2 separate regions of the Rattus norvegicus genome follow, and region 1 is linked to region 2. The links are chromatin contacts, called in public Hi-C maps. All regions are on one chromosome and are shown on one strand. The core of a region is the stretch at or near the end of the contact, and the rest is flanking DNA. Distances in the headings are between cores, read along the strand shown. Region 1 holds the start of Dok5 (docking protein 5). Region 2 holds the start of Pfdn4 (prefoldin subunit 4).

What was found. A called contact is a pair of places that touch in the nucleus more often than the background predicts.
Region 1: a contact with region 2 is called in a Hi-C map of Schwann cells, with 4 times the contacts expected there. The contact joins the promoter of Dok5 here to the promoter of Pfdn4 in region 2. A contact is called at or near these places in 4 of 12 Hi-C or Micro-C datasets (the A7r5 cell line, the Rat2 cell line, Schwann cells and 1 more) and 1 of 1 datasets of contacts at active chromatin or transcription factors (oligodendrocytes).

What each region holds. Positions count from the first base shown.
Region 1 is chr3:179,933,220-179,939,642 of GRCr8, reverse strand. It overlaps Dok5 (docking protein 5), which reads right to left and starts at 4,982. Exons shown (of 8, transcript NM_001109344.2): 1 at 4,843-4,982. The coding sequence starts at 4,908.
Region 2 is chr3:179,717,531-179,723,651 of GRCr8, reverse strand. Pfdn4 (prefoldin subunit 4) reads right to left here and starts at 1,789. Exons shown (of 6, transcript NM_001399732.1): 1 at 1,758-1,789. The coding sequence starts at 1,781.

The DNA of each region.
Region 1 (6,423 bases), core at 3,733-6,232, 210 kb before region 2:
ACTCTTATGCAGAGAAGGTGGAAAGTCTTATAAAAGCGAATGCTCCTTCCGTCCCCAGCATCGGTGTCTGCACATAAATGACCCCATAGGCATTAAGTGTGCTTTTCTACCTAAACAGCGATTGCTTTGAAGATATGAGTTAGCGCAGTAAGGCTGGGAAAATAATGACAAGCCAAGGACCGCCATTCATGCCCGCAGTAATTGTGGGGCCGAGAACAGGGCGGTAATAAATATTAATTGAATTTTCTCTGTGCTAAGCACGGTGCTGAGCCCCTTATGATGATCACGTACTATGTGTATATCAAGAGTCTCTCTACTCTTACGGAACAACCAGGCCGGTAAATATTTTAACTCTCACGCCAAGTCACGGTCATCACACTGGGACTTTTTTAATGCCCCCTTCTATCAGAGGAAATGGCGGTAGGAACCTTCTTCCATCCGCTGACTCTACAAGGCCTCACTGGGTGTCTACTCTGGACATGGCTGTAGTGAGAGGAGAGAGAAATCCCATGGGTGTCCCATGTCCCCTGGCGGGGGGTGGGGTACAAGTAATCAACAAGAATACAGCCTAAAATGCACAGGGAGGTGAGAAAAAAGTCTAGGGATACAGAAGTCGGAAGGAAAAACCAGGGATGTTTGGAAAGGTCTCGCTGAGAAGGTGGGAGCTGAGCCAAGGAGAGGAGGGAAGGAGCATGAGCGGTGGGAGGAGCTAGAACAGGCACAGGTAGGCTGGTCAGTGGCAGACCCAATGGTTCAGGAGATGGCGTTGAATAAGAATGAAGATGTAGATTGGTGAGGTCGGTTACTCCAAATCTACAAAGAAGAAAGAACGGGGCATTAGCCAGAGTGGTACCACTGGGTGCTTAGCGGATAGGAGACGGTCAGACTTTAGATAGAACTCACCCAGCCTCTTGATGGAATGGCCACCGTGGCACGAGGCAGGGAAGGGGGAGACATGGTGCCTGTTTTGCTTGGTTTCTGGCTTAGGATTGATTTTTGACAGGGCAACCAAAATGCTGTCTAGTGGCGAGGGAGAAGCTACTTCTAGAAATAGCAGACAAGGGTAAGTCCACCAAGGCTGCATGTGCATTGAGCTCCAGACGTCCTAGGCTTTCGGATGGGGAGGTGGGTAGTGGAGCACCGGCCAGAGCAGAGCTCAAGGGGCCCGCGCTGATAAGCAAAGAAAGGTTATTTAAACATGAAGCCATTGAGGAACAATAAGGAAAATGGGTCTAAATTTAACCTCTGAGAGTTGCATTGTGGCTCAGTCAGGATAATTATAGATAGAAAATTCTCCTCGTTGCAAAGAAAGAAACCAAATGAAGGTCCAAACGCAGCCCATCTGAATAGTACACATAGCGGGTTAATGACGCGGGCACCGCCTCATCCACTCATCCAAGAAATCTCCAGTGTCTTTTGAGAATTAGATAATTATAGAGAGCCGTTCCCCTCCTCCCCATAACTCCCCAAATAGAAACATCAACATTCCTGAGCAAATATTGTACCCGGGGCACAGCCTGAGACCTGGAGGAGCCAGTGTGGACGAGACGACACAGAGACGTCTCCATTAAATGAGTTGAATTTTGTTTGGTGTTTGGCTTTCTGATGTTCAAAGCAGAGAGTCAGTTTACACTGACTTTGATTGCCCCCGGGGCAAAGATTAGGACTTTCATTGAAGGTGACCGATCTGCGACCCATCTGAATAGGGGTGTTCCTAGTTCACTTCCTGTCTATTGACAAAGTGCCTAACCATAGCTTCCTATCTTACTTACACAACTATATTATAAGCTATATTAAATATATATTTACACACGAACCTTTCATAAGAACCCTCATCCAAATAAAAGACCCAAAGCAAGGTATTTCTGCCTCAAAAAAAAAATAATAATAATTTCACTAGGCGCGCGAAGATAAAAATTTAAACGTTTAAACCACACACATACACACATCAAAGCACAACTCGGTTCCAGAAGTACGGACACCTTTCATGTTTTGATGTGTTCACAAAGCAAATTTAAATAGCGACGATGACAAAATCTGCCTTTGGACACACTCGGAATACAGGGTAAGGAAATCACACCCTGAGAAGAAGCCTTGCCACTCTCAGCTCATGTTTGATCGTGTTAGAGATAAAACTGCTATGAGAATCAATGCTATGTACTCTCCCTGGGCACAGACACTATCTTATTCGATGTCACAAGAACATCGATAAACAGCATACACTGTACAGACATTGGAAAAATCAAAGCCCCAGAAGGTCAAAGGTCATAGGCCTAATGAGTCAACCAGGCAGAATCCATTCCTATCTTATCTTTTCCCAAACCTGGGGATGTTCTTTGACACAACAGCTGCTTACCATGAAATTCGGTTTACTTGTTTAATTATAAATACTCCCAGACATGTCTCTCCTCCACAGACGCTTGTCTGGATTCCGTTAATAAAGCCATTGTCATATTACCTACCAGTTGCAAGGTCATCTCTCACCCTGTATGGTCACTGGGTGTGTCCACATATACTCTCTGTCTGCTGAGTCTGCCAGAGCCACTGCCTTAGCTCTCTGGGACTCGCAGTGCCCAGAATATACATGTTCCATGCTATATACAGCCCAGATTAGCACCAACAGCATTCCTGACCTCGGACACTGGGTCCTTATTGTCACCTCCCCCAAGAATCCTCCGCCTTTGCAAATCTACTGACACTTCAGTTGGCACTCGGCTCTGGCGACAACGGAATTGGCCTTCTTTATGAATTCTAACATAAAAGTGTCTTAACAGACTGATCTACTACTGGTAGAACAAGGGTTGACTAATAAGGCCGCTTTATATGGTTGTAAACTGACTTTTCTACTGCGCGGGATTACCATAATTCAGTGAATATTCTTGTGTGTATTTAAGGAAACACAGACAAGATGACCAAAATGTCTCAAGAGACGGGACTGTCCAAAATACTGTAAATGTAAAACAAATGCAAACTAGGCTCTCTTTCCTCTCCCTTTGCCTCTAATGTCTATCCAAAATTTGTTGGGATCCACACAAGACTACATTATGTCAATTATAATAATACAGAAAAAAGGACTTGAAAGTAATGTTAACCAGTTTCCCTTATAAATCACCCTTGTCAGGGTTTGGCATCAACTCTGATCCTCATGAATAATTCATATTCTGTGCATTAATAATGTATGCCCCCCTTCCTGTTGGAATGCTCTCTATCCCAGAATGAGTGTCTGGACTCAATCCCTTCCACTGACATGACGGAGTAAATGCAAGATTAGAATGTGGCTTTCTAACACTCGCTTTAAAATTGTGATACATGATCACCACACGATAATAAAACGTGTGACACACTTAGGATTTCTTCCTCGCCACATGGAAGTCACTGGGCTGAGGAGCCCAGGGAGCATCACAGAAACTGTAGCGGATCTGGTAAAGTTGGTTAGTTTTGTTACCTTTCTCCTTCGCTGTGTTTACAACAGTGGCAGAAGAGAAAACTCCACTGTTCAAACATAGTAACCAGCAGCGGTCAGGAAGCAAAGAGAGAAATAGGCCAAAGGAACCAGGCAAGAGTTTTATAACAATCCAGGCTGTTTCTGCCCGGCAGACATTCCTCTCTAGCCACAGTTACTACTGAGAGATTTCTTTTATTCCTAGTCAAATTAAAGGCACATTTTTTTAAAAGCCAGAAACCATATAATAAACTGGTACAGATACAATGTATTTGTGGACAAAGATACTCAATGGATCACTCAGTCTAACTGAGACATTGGCATTCTCACCAACACTAGCTTTCCTTGCTAAGTAAACTTATGTCTCAGCCCTTCCTCCTCCTCCTCACTACCATCACCACTACACCACCACCACCACCACCACCCCCACCACCACCACCATCACCATCCTGCCCCCAGCCTCTGGCAAACACAAACCAACAAAAACAGCCACGGTATTAAACACATGGAAAGAAGAAATGGGGTAGCATAACACACACACACACACACACACACACACATTCATATACATATATATGCATACACACATATTCATATACATATATATATGTATACATACTCCAATATCCTCCCCTCCCAAAGACCGTATTGTCACTTAAAACCCAAAGAGAGGCAGGATGATTCTCTCCTAAAGTGCCCCCAACAAGAGAAAAGCAAAGCAGCACTAAGAAGAGAGCCACTGGGATTCGCTCATTCATTCTTCTTTCTTTCTTTCATATTCCAGAAGCTCTACGCAGGCTTCACACATGATCGTCCAGTGGGACTCAGAAGGTGAAGTCTAAAAATCAGAAACCCACTGCCCAGGCTCAAGAGTAGAGGAGTTCAGATCTGGTCTTCTACCAGGGAGTTGGCCCTGTCCCTGTCCATGTCCCCTGTCCAAAAAGAGCTCTCTCCACCTCTGCTAACACCTGAGCCGCAGAGCAGAGTCCCTGGGGCCAGATAGTCACTGACCTTGATCCCCAGTCAGAGTATCTGCCCTGTGTCCTGGCCTCCATCCATCCCCTGGAAAAGTTAAGTTGGCGCGAGTGGGATGCCGGCCGGGGACATCCGGCAAGCTCAGCACTGTGCCATGCTTTCCAGATTCAGCACCCATGGCTACCGGGAAATATTTATTCCGAGTCAATGGGCTCCGGTAGCCACCGCTAGAAAGTCAAGCCATCCGAGAGATAAAGATAGCTCCGTGACACACTGGATGCTGGCGTTAGCGCCGCAGCCGCGGTAGCCTGGGATATGGGCTGAGAGAGCCACCAAGCAGATCTCCAGCGCCAGGAACCGGGATGCTGGCCGCAGACACAGACCCTGAAGTCGCGAACAAGGATCACGGAAAGAATGATACGTACCCCTAGGCGTCTGCTCCGGATCCTCACGTACCCCTGCTTCACTATGTCATTAAAATTGGAAGCCATCCCAGACAGACAGTGACCCTGCTGCCCTAGCGTGCGCGAGGCAGGCACCCTGAGTGGCTTCGAGGAGGGATGTGGGGAGGGTCTGGACAGAGACTAAGGGAGTGAAAGTTGACAAGGTGATGCGGTGAAACCAGACGTCAGAAGGCGCACATCGCTTTCCCTGTCTCCCCAAAGCCTGAAAGTGGGCGGCCCGCCGGCGCCCAGCAGCCACTTTGGGGGAGAGCGGCGGGAGGCGAGACTGGAGCGCGGCGTCAGCTGACTGGGCGGCAGCCTGCCAGGAGGAGGAGCCGCTCTAGCCCCCAAGGAGGAGGAGGAGAAGCACCAGAACCGAGGAGGAAAGAGAGGAAGGAGGAAGCAGAAATGGCCCAGAAGGAGGAGCGCACCGGTCCCCTCCCCCGGCCTCCGCCCACCTGGCCCCCAACCGCCTTGATCCCACCTCCTCTCCCCAGGGGCGGCTGCGCGTCCCTGCGCACAGACATCCAACGAGGTTCCAGCTCCTGTCTGTCTTTTAGAGAGAAGGACATCGGACTCTTTTTTAAAAAATAGCTGTGTGTGCCCCAACCCCATTCCTTCAGCCCCATCTTTTCCACATAAGAGCTAATTAAGGGTGTGTCCAGGGAGACCGCGCTGAATGGTTTACCTGTGACCTCTACGAATAAAGAGAGAGCCATCTCCAAGGCTTATGCTCAGCTCTTCCAGGAGGGCTCCCTGCTGTCAAGCTCTAAGCTTGTATCAATTGTCCCTCTTCTGGTTTGAGCCCTGTCTTCTCAATAAGACTGTAAGTTTCCCCAGAGCTGATTCTTGGCCTGTCGCTGCTTTGTCCTCAAACCCTCCGCTCTGTATAGATGATCAATAAATCCTGGGACTTTGTCAAGGTGGCAAGCGTGGACCCGGCGCTGCTCTGTCCTTTGTGTGCATTGACTTTGTTCAGCTCCCCTGCACCCATTAAGGTGTGGCCCCTTTGTGTAATTACCAGGCTCCCACGTAAACTTCCATAACCTGACAATCTAGCTGCCCCTGGTAAACATGGTGGATGCTTGTAAATATTCCTAGAACGGTAAGATGGGCAGAGATGGGAAGGGTTTGAGCCTGCCTGCTCTGCCTTCCTTCCGCAAACTTAAGCTGACCACCGCAGATTCTCTCCTAACATCCTCTGTCCCAGCTTTTCTAAGAAAAGAAACCTAGCACCTAGGTTTTGCAGAACCGGAAGCTGAGAAGAGGCAGTCCCTGGGGACTTGCCCACTGTCCCACAGCTGGCCAGCACAGAGCCAGGACAAAGCGCTGAGTATTCTGACGGGACCATGTAGGACTGATGTCATAAGCATGAGATTGCTTCTTGATCTCCAAAGTAGGTCTTGATCTTCCTTTACTTAAAAGCTAGATCATTCTTGGTCATCAGAGGTGACCCCAGTCAGCGCTAATGAGCTGGGCGACCTTCAGTGAGAATCACAGAGAAAGAGTCATCTATTTCACAGGTCCTTAGATCTGATGACATCGAGTTCCTCTTATCTCAAA
Region 2 (6,121 bases), core at 540-3,039:
CTGGGCCCTGACTACACCCTGGCCTTGGGAACATCTTATGGGATTGTAAGAGAAAACAAACTGTAACTATTCCAAGTTCAGGTACTGAGAGTTGAGTCCCCAGCCAAAAAGTTCTCCACTTCAGTTGACAGTCAGATCTCTGAGGATTCCAGACCAGCCAACGCTACGGAGTGAGACCTTCCCTCAAAAAAGCAAAACCAGAGACGGACAATGTCATGGAACTACACAGTATAACGGACAGCTGAGGGCCCAATCTCCCAAGAGAGGCAAATGAACTTGTTTCCTACTTGGCCAAATCACCATGGCCCCGGACTGCATGCTGCTACTGTATGATAATTTGTGAGTGACAGATCAGGGTGAAGGACTTATTCTAACTCTGAAGCCTCCCCAGGCTCGGCAGCCATTCGCTCTGCTCTTAACAAACTGGAATGGCTGACCGTCATCCCTCGGTGGTCGGAGGCACTGACTGTGTGGTGCCAATAGCAAGAACATAAACAGGGACATCTATTAGGAAGTGGAGTGAAAGCAGCTGCCTTCAGTCAGGCGCCTCTCATCAGAGACAGGCAGGCACATAGACAGACAGACACGACAAGGAGCCTGAGAGAGAGAGAGGCAGAGACAGAGAGAGACAAAGACAGGCAGGCAGGCAGGCAGGCAGGCAGGCAGACAGACAGAGTGGAGCCTAGAATGTGAGTGCTGTTTAAATCCCAGATCTTCTGCCCTTCCGTTCCTCTTCAGTTAAATATGAATAAGAACAGAATCTCCCAAAAGGTTTGCACAGGATGACATGCAAACGCTAAGAACTGTGCCCAACATACTTTGAAGCCCCAATAGTTATCAGCTGTTTGCTTGTGTGTTCTTTTTTTCCTCTCTGCAATTCTTCCCCTGTATTTAGACATACCTGCACATCTGGAAACACTCTGGGGTCATAAAACCCACATGGGAGTTTAGCTTAAGTTGGTGGCTCGAAGTATGACGGAGGGGTTGCAAAGCCGTGTAGATTAGTTGCCTATCGTGCACGAAGCCCTGGGTTCACCCCACCAGCACACCAAAAGCTGGGTGTGGTGACAAACCCGGGTAATCCCAACAACTGGAAGGTGGGAGGTGGAGGCAGAAATTCAAAATCATCTTTGACCGCACAGGGGGCAGTGGGCCAGTCTGGTGTACACACACGTAAGTCCATGTCTTTAAAAAGTGTGATAAAACACCACACCAAGCCCCATGAAAAATCATCGGAGGGCGTTTTAAATTAATAAAGAGCTGTAATTTTGGGGAAACGAAATCACCAGACCCAACATCTTACCAGATGAGTCACCAGAGAATGGCTAACTGTAAAGAATGCGGGGCACAGTGTGGGGACCCGAGTCCTTCCTAAAGGCTAGGAAAAGCCGGGGTAGCCACCACACTGGCTCGGGCCGACTCCTCTCAGCGTCAATTAAACACTAGGTGCATGGAGCATAGACGGACATGGGCGGTTCCGGGCGGAGCACCGAGGTGCGGTACCAGACATCCCGGGATGCAGAAACCGATTCGGTGCCTGAGGAGATGCGCGACCCTGAGCAGGTTAGGCAGTTACCCTGACGTGAGCCAAGAGAACAGCAGCACCCCTGGACCTAGCACGGGCCCAGGCCCTGCGCATCCCGTGGCCCCGGCGCCTCAGATACCTCATCTCCTCAGACCTCCGACTCCCCAGCGTCCCGCGTCTCCCCAGATCCCCCAGCCCACGGATCCTCGGACCCCGGCTCGGCCGCACTCACCGCCTTCTTCATGGTGGCCGCCATCTTGGACTGAACCATAGGGCGCGGGGGAAGACCATCCAGGCGCGCGTCACCCCACGAGGTCCCTCTCGAGCCCTGCTGAGCCAAACTCCCCTAAAATACAGAAATATCTCCACATTACTGCCAACTATGTCTCTGACCTATGAATTCCCATGGCAAGGACGCAGAAAAAAACTATAGTCTGGAAAACACTTGGTACTTTCCAATTAAAGGGACAGGCAGCTTCCCTCTCGGCCGGCATAAATACCGAGTGAGGCCATTAGTCGGGCCTGGGATTCCAGTCACGGCCAGCAGGGGGAGCGCTTGGTAGGTACCGCCCAGCTGGGTGGGCTGGGAGGCTTAAATTCTTTTTCCCTTTCTTCAACAACCTAACACTGACGCTAGGGAGGCTGCGGGCGTGGCTTCGGCTCCTTTGGTAAAGTATTTGCACTCAAGATGAGATCCTGAGTTCTATCCACAGCCCCTACCACATAAAAGCCCAGTGCTGGCAAAGCTACAAGCTGAAGGGACTGGTATATAGGCCACCCTTGAAGTTGGCCTTAGCTTGTATGCCACTGACCACTGCAAGGGACACTAGGATGGGCTAAATGACACTAGCCAGGAGTAAATGAAACCAAACGTAAGTGACCCCAAAAGGATCTAGAGCAGTGGTTCTCAACCTTCCTAATGCTGAGACCCCTTAATACCGTTCCTTATGTTGTAGTGACCCCCCGCCCCACCCATAAAGGTATTTTTGTTGCTACTTCACTATGTAAATTTCCTATGGTTATAAGTCGTAATGTAAATAAATACCTATTTTCTGATAGCATTAGGCGACCTCTGTGAAGGGGTCGCGATCAATAGGTTGAGAACAGTTGATCTAGAGCGCTGTAACAGACTCAGACCCTTAGATGGAAGCTTACTGGATGGTTGGTTGGTTGGTTATTTATTTATTTATTTATTCATAGACAGAGTCTCTCTATGTAATCCTAGCTGTCCTGGAACTATACATGTAGACCAAGCTGGTCTCAAATTCACAGAGATCCTCCTGCCTCTGCCTCTGGAGTGCTGGGATCAAAGATATGTGCCATCATGCGTCACTGGAACGAATTATTTTACGTATTTAAAATTAGATTGGTTCAGCAATATGTGTTTCACTCACTCAAATATATTAGCCTGAGAAGGCTATCCACCCAGGGCCCAGTGGGCACCAGGCTTCCTCAGTAACCAGGGCCTTTGTTAACTTCGGGAAGCCATTTTCATTCTGCTACTTCGCAGTTGTAATACAGAATCGAATCTCAGTGGTACCTGGGGTCACGGTGGCACCGTTTTTGTTTTTGTTTTTTGTTTGTTTGGTTTGGTTTTTTGGGTTTTGTTGTTGTTGTTGTTGTTTATTTGTTTGTTTTTTAGGAACTCCTTTGTATATACGGAAAACCCCAGTCCTGAACTCTGTAACCCTTGGGCCAGACTCAGAAGGGAGAGCTAGTGTCTGGCTGCAGTGGTCAATGGCGATTCAGTAGTTGGTGGAATGTTGACTGGACCGAAAGGATACCAGACACTGGGGATGCTGCAGGTCAAACAGACAAAATACCCCGTCCTGGAGCAGCCTACTGACAGGAGACAGACCACAAACACACAGTTAAATAAGGATGGTGTGTCTAAAAGGGTGGTTAGTGTAAATGGGACTGACGGCCCCAGCAAGGAGGACACATGCAGCTTTCGTCAGGAGAGGCATGAAAAAGAAATAGAAAACATAAAATCAGTTGGAAGTGAATGTTGTCCAAGCCCTGGCTTTAGACTGTGTCACACAGGGATAATGAGTGTATTTGTCATCCCCCACCCACAAATCCTGTAGCATCAGTCTGTGCTTCCTGGGCTTGAGGAGAAAGAGTGAGCCACAGGAGCCCGCAAATCTCGCTAGCAGGAAGTAATTTGATCCTGTGCCTGCAGGAGGCGCCCAAGGACCACGACTGAATTCTCAGGCATTCAAGCCCATTTTCCCAATGTTTTGAACTTCTTTTCATCTTATCCTGGGAGTTTGCCCGTTTGTATTTGGCTCAAAATTTTTTGAAAGCTATTTTGTCCTGGCAGGGTTTGAAATTCTCCCGCCTTCCCACTGCACGTAGGGTCTAACTAAAACCCCAAAACCAAGGCCCTTCTCGCACTTTCCCTGCGGAGACCTGAACAAGCATCTATCTGTTCACCCCAGAAAGGAAAGCGATGGCGGAACAAAGTAAGGATGCCACAAGGGTCCAACTTAGTGAGCCAACGAGTTTATCTCACGCGGGACGCAATGGGCAAGGGGGATGGAGGGTTACGTACAGGAGTGTGAGGGGCTACTTGGAAGAACATGGAGAACCCAAAGATCCTCTTGGTCCAGTCAGCACGCCACCAAAATCTCCACTGACCACTGCAGCCAGACACTAGCTCTTGAATCTGAGTCCGGCCCAAGGGTAACAGCTCCCAGGATGGAGAGAACACACGACTCTTCCCTCCGGAAGATGCAGGAGCAGGACACCATCTTGGAGGAAGAGGCCAGACCCCTCTCCTCTCCAGTCATAGAACCTTCCATCGCCTTCACATCGGACTTGTTCATCTCCACAGCTGTGAGAAGTACATCTCTGTTGCTTCGGAGTTGCCAATAACCCAGTTATGGGGTTCCTTGTTATAGCAGCACAGACTTACTGATACACTTTCCTTAAACTTTTGCGCCCCCGCAAGCGTCTCTATAGCTCCCTGACCATTTCCTTGGGAGCTCTTTCTTTTCTGCTAAACCAGGGGCACCAGGGGAGGCGGACCCCGCCAGCTCATTATGGAGTAAATTAATGTATGAATGATTAAACGGAGGCATATTTGAGGATTAGAGAGCATTGTGAGATAGGAAATAGCTGCTGTTGCTTTTTTCTTTTCTTTTCTTTTCTTTTCTTTTCTTTTTCTTTCTTTTTTTTTTTTTTTTTAGTTACAATGTTTGAGAGTCCGTATTCGTGTTTGCGTTTCTTCTTCCGGTGCCTTGTACCCCACGCGCCTCACGTAAACTGCGTTGCTGTGGGCCCGTCCCCTGAATAACTACCTCTCATCACCAGATGGCGCCATGACTCCAAAATTTAACTTTTGTTCTGTGCAAAGTCTTAGGAACGGGCTGCAACGGACACGCAATCAAGCCACACTCTGGACCAAAATATAGTCTTGCTAGTTTCGACTTGTAATTTATTTTTTTTCTAGGAGAGGTACATCTTTTTTCAAAGATATCCTGAATCTGTGGATTTTTAGATCTCTATGGAATAGACCGTTCCGTTCACTGGCCTGAGCCATAAAGCTTAGTGGTAGAGTGTTTGACCCGCATCCACAATGCTTTGAATTCGGTCCCCAGAACCACAAAAAGATAAAAAAAGAAAGAGAGCGCGGGGACGGAGAGGGAGAGAGAGGGAGGCAAACCATTACTTAACCTGTTACCTTAGTGGTGCCTGGCCCTGAAACTGTAACATTGAGGAAAAAAAGTCGTCATTTAGAATTAGCAGCTGTTGCCTGATACCAATTCCCGGGTGTGATCCACCCAGTGGGGATTTGTTCAGAACTGTGTGTTCTCTCTCTGAGCTGGGCACTCCCCTCACAAAGCTCACAAATGATACAGACTGAAGTGGGCAGCTTAAGTATTTTTTGATCGTCTAAAGCACTTTGGCTGTTTTTCTAGGTCCCACTCTTACCTCCCCACCCCGAAAGTCAGACCTCAGCTTACCTTTAAAGAATACAAGTCCAGAGAATGCCAATCAGATCCCCCAACACAGTTCAAGCCCAGATCAAGCCAATCAGATTCAGCGGTGCAATGAAAGCACCCAGTAAAAAGTTGGGGGTGTGGATGCTGCAGAGAATGGGTTCCCAGAGGCCAGAGCACTGTGGGACCAGGCAGGACCAGGAGTTCAGTGCTGAAACCACAAAGAAAACATCCTGATTTTGATGAGTTGGGGGGGGGGGCTGTAGGAGCCATCTATCAAGGAAGGAGACCTCAGTGTCGTTCCCCGAGATTTGTGATCATTGCACGCCCCAACCCCAGAATCTGTGTACTTTCAGGCATTGTTTTCCTAGTTCTTCTGATGAATCCTGCTAGAGGGTGTCCTGCTGCTTGCCACAAAGCACCGTGGAGACATTTGTTTATATGTAGTAAAAAGTTACTCCTCGAAACTCCAGCCAAGGTTATCAAGAAGACTGGGGGGAGAAACGTGGCAATCTTATTGAGGTTACAGTGAAAGGTTAAACACAGCTCTGGGGGGGGGGATTCTATCTAAAAGGAAAAAAGAGCCCCCTCTGAACGTTGCTACAGAGTGTGTGGACACTTTGCCGACACTCATGCTTCCTGCTTTATAAGC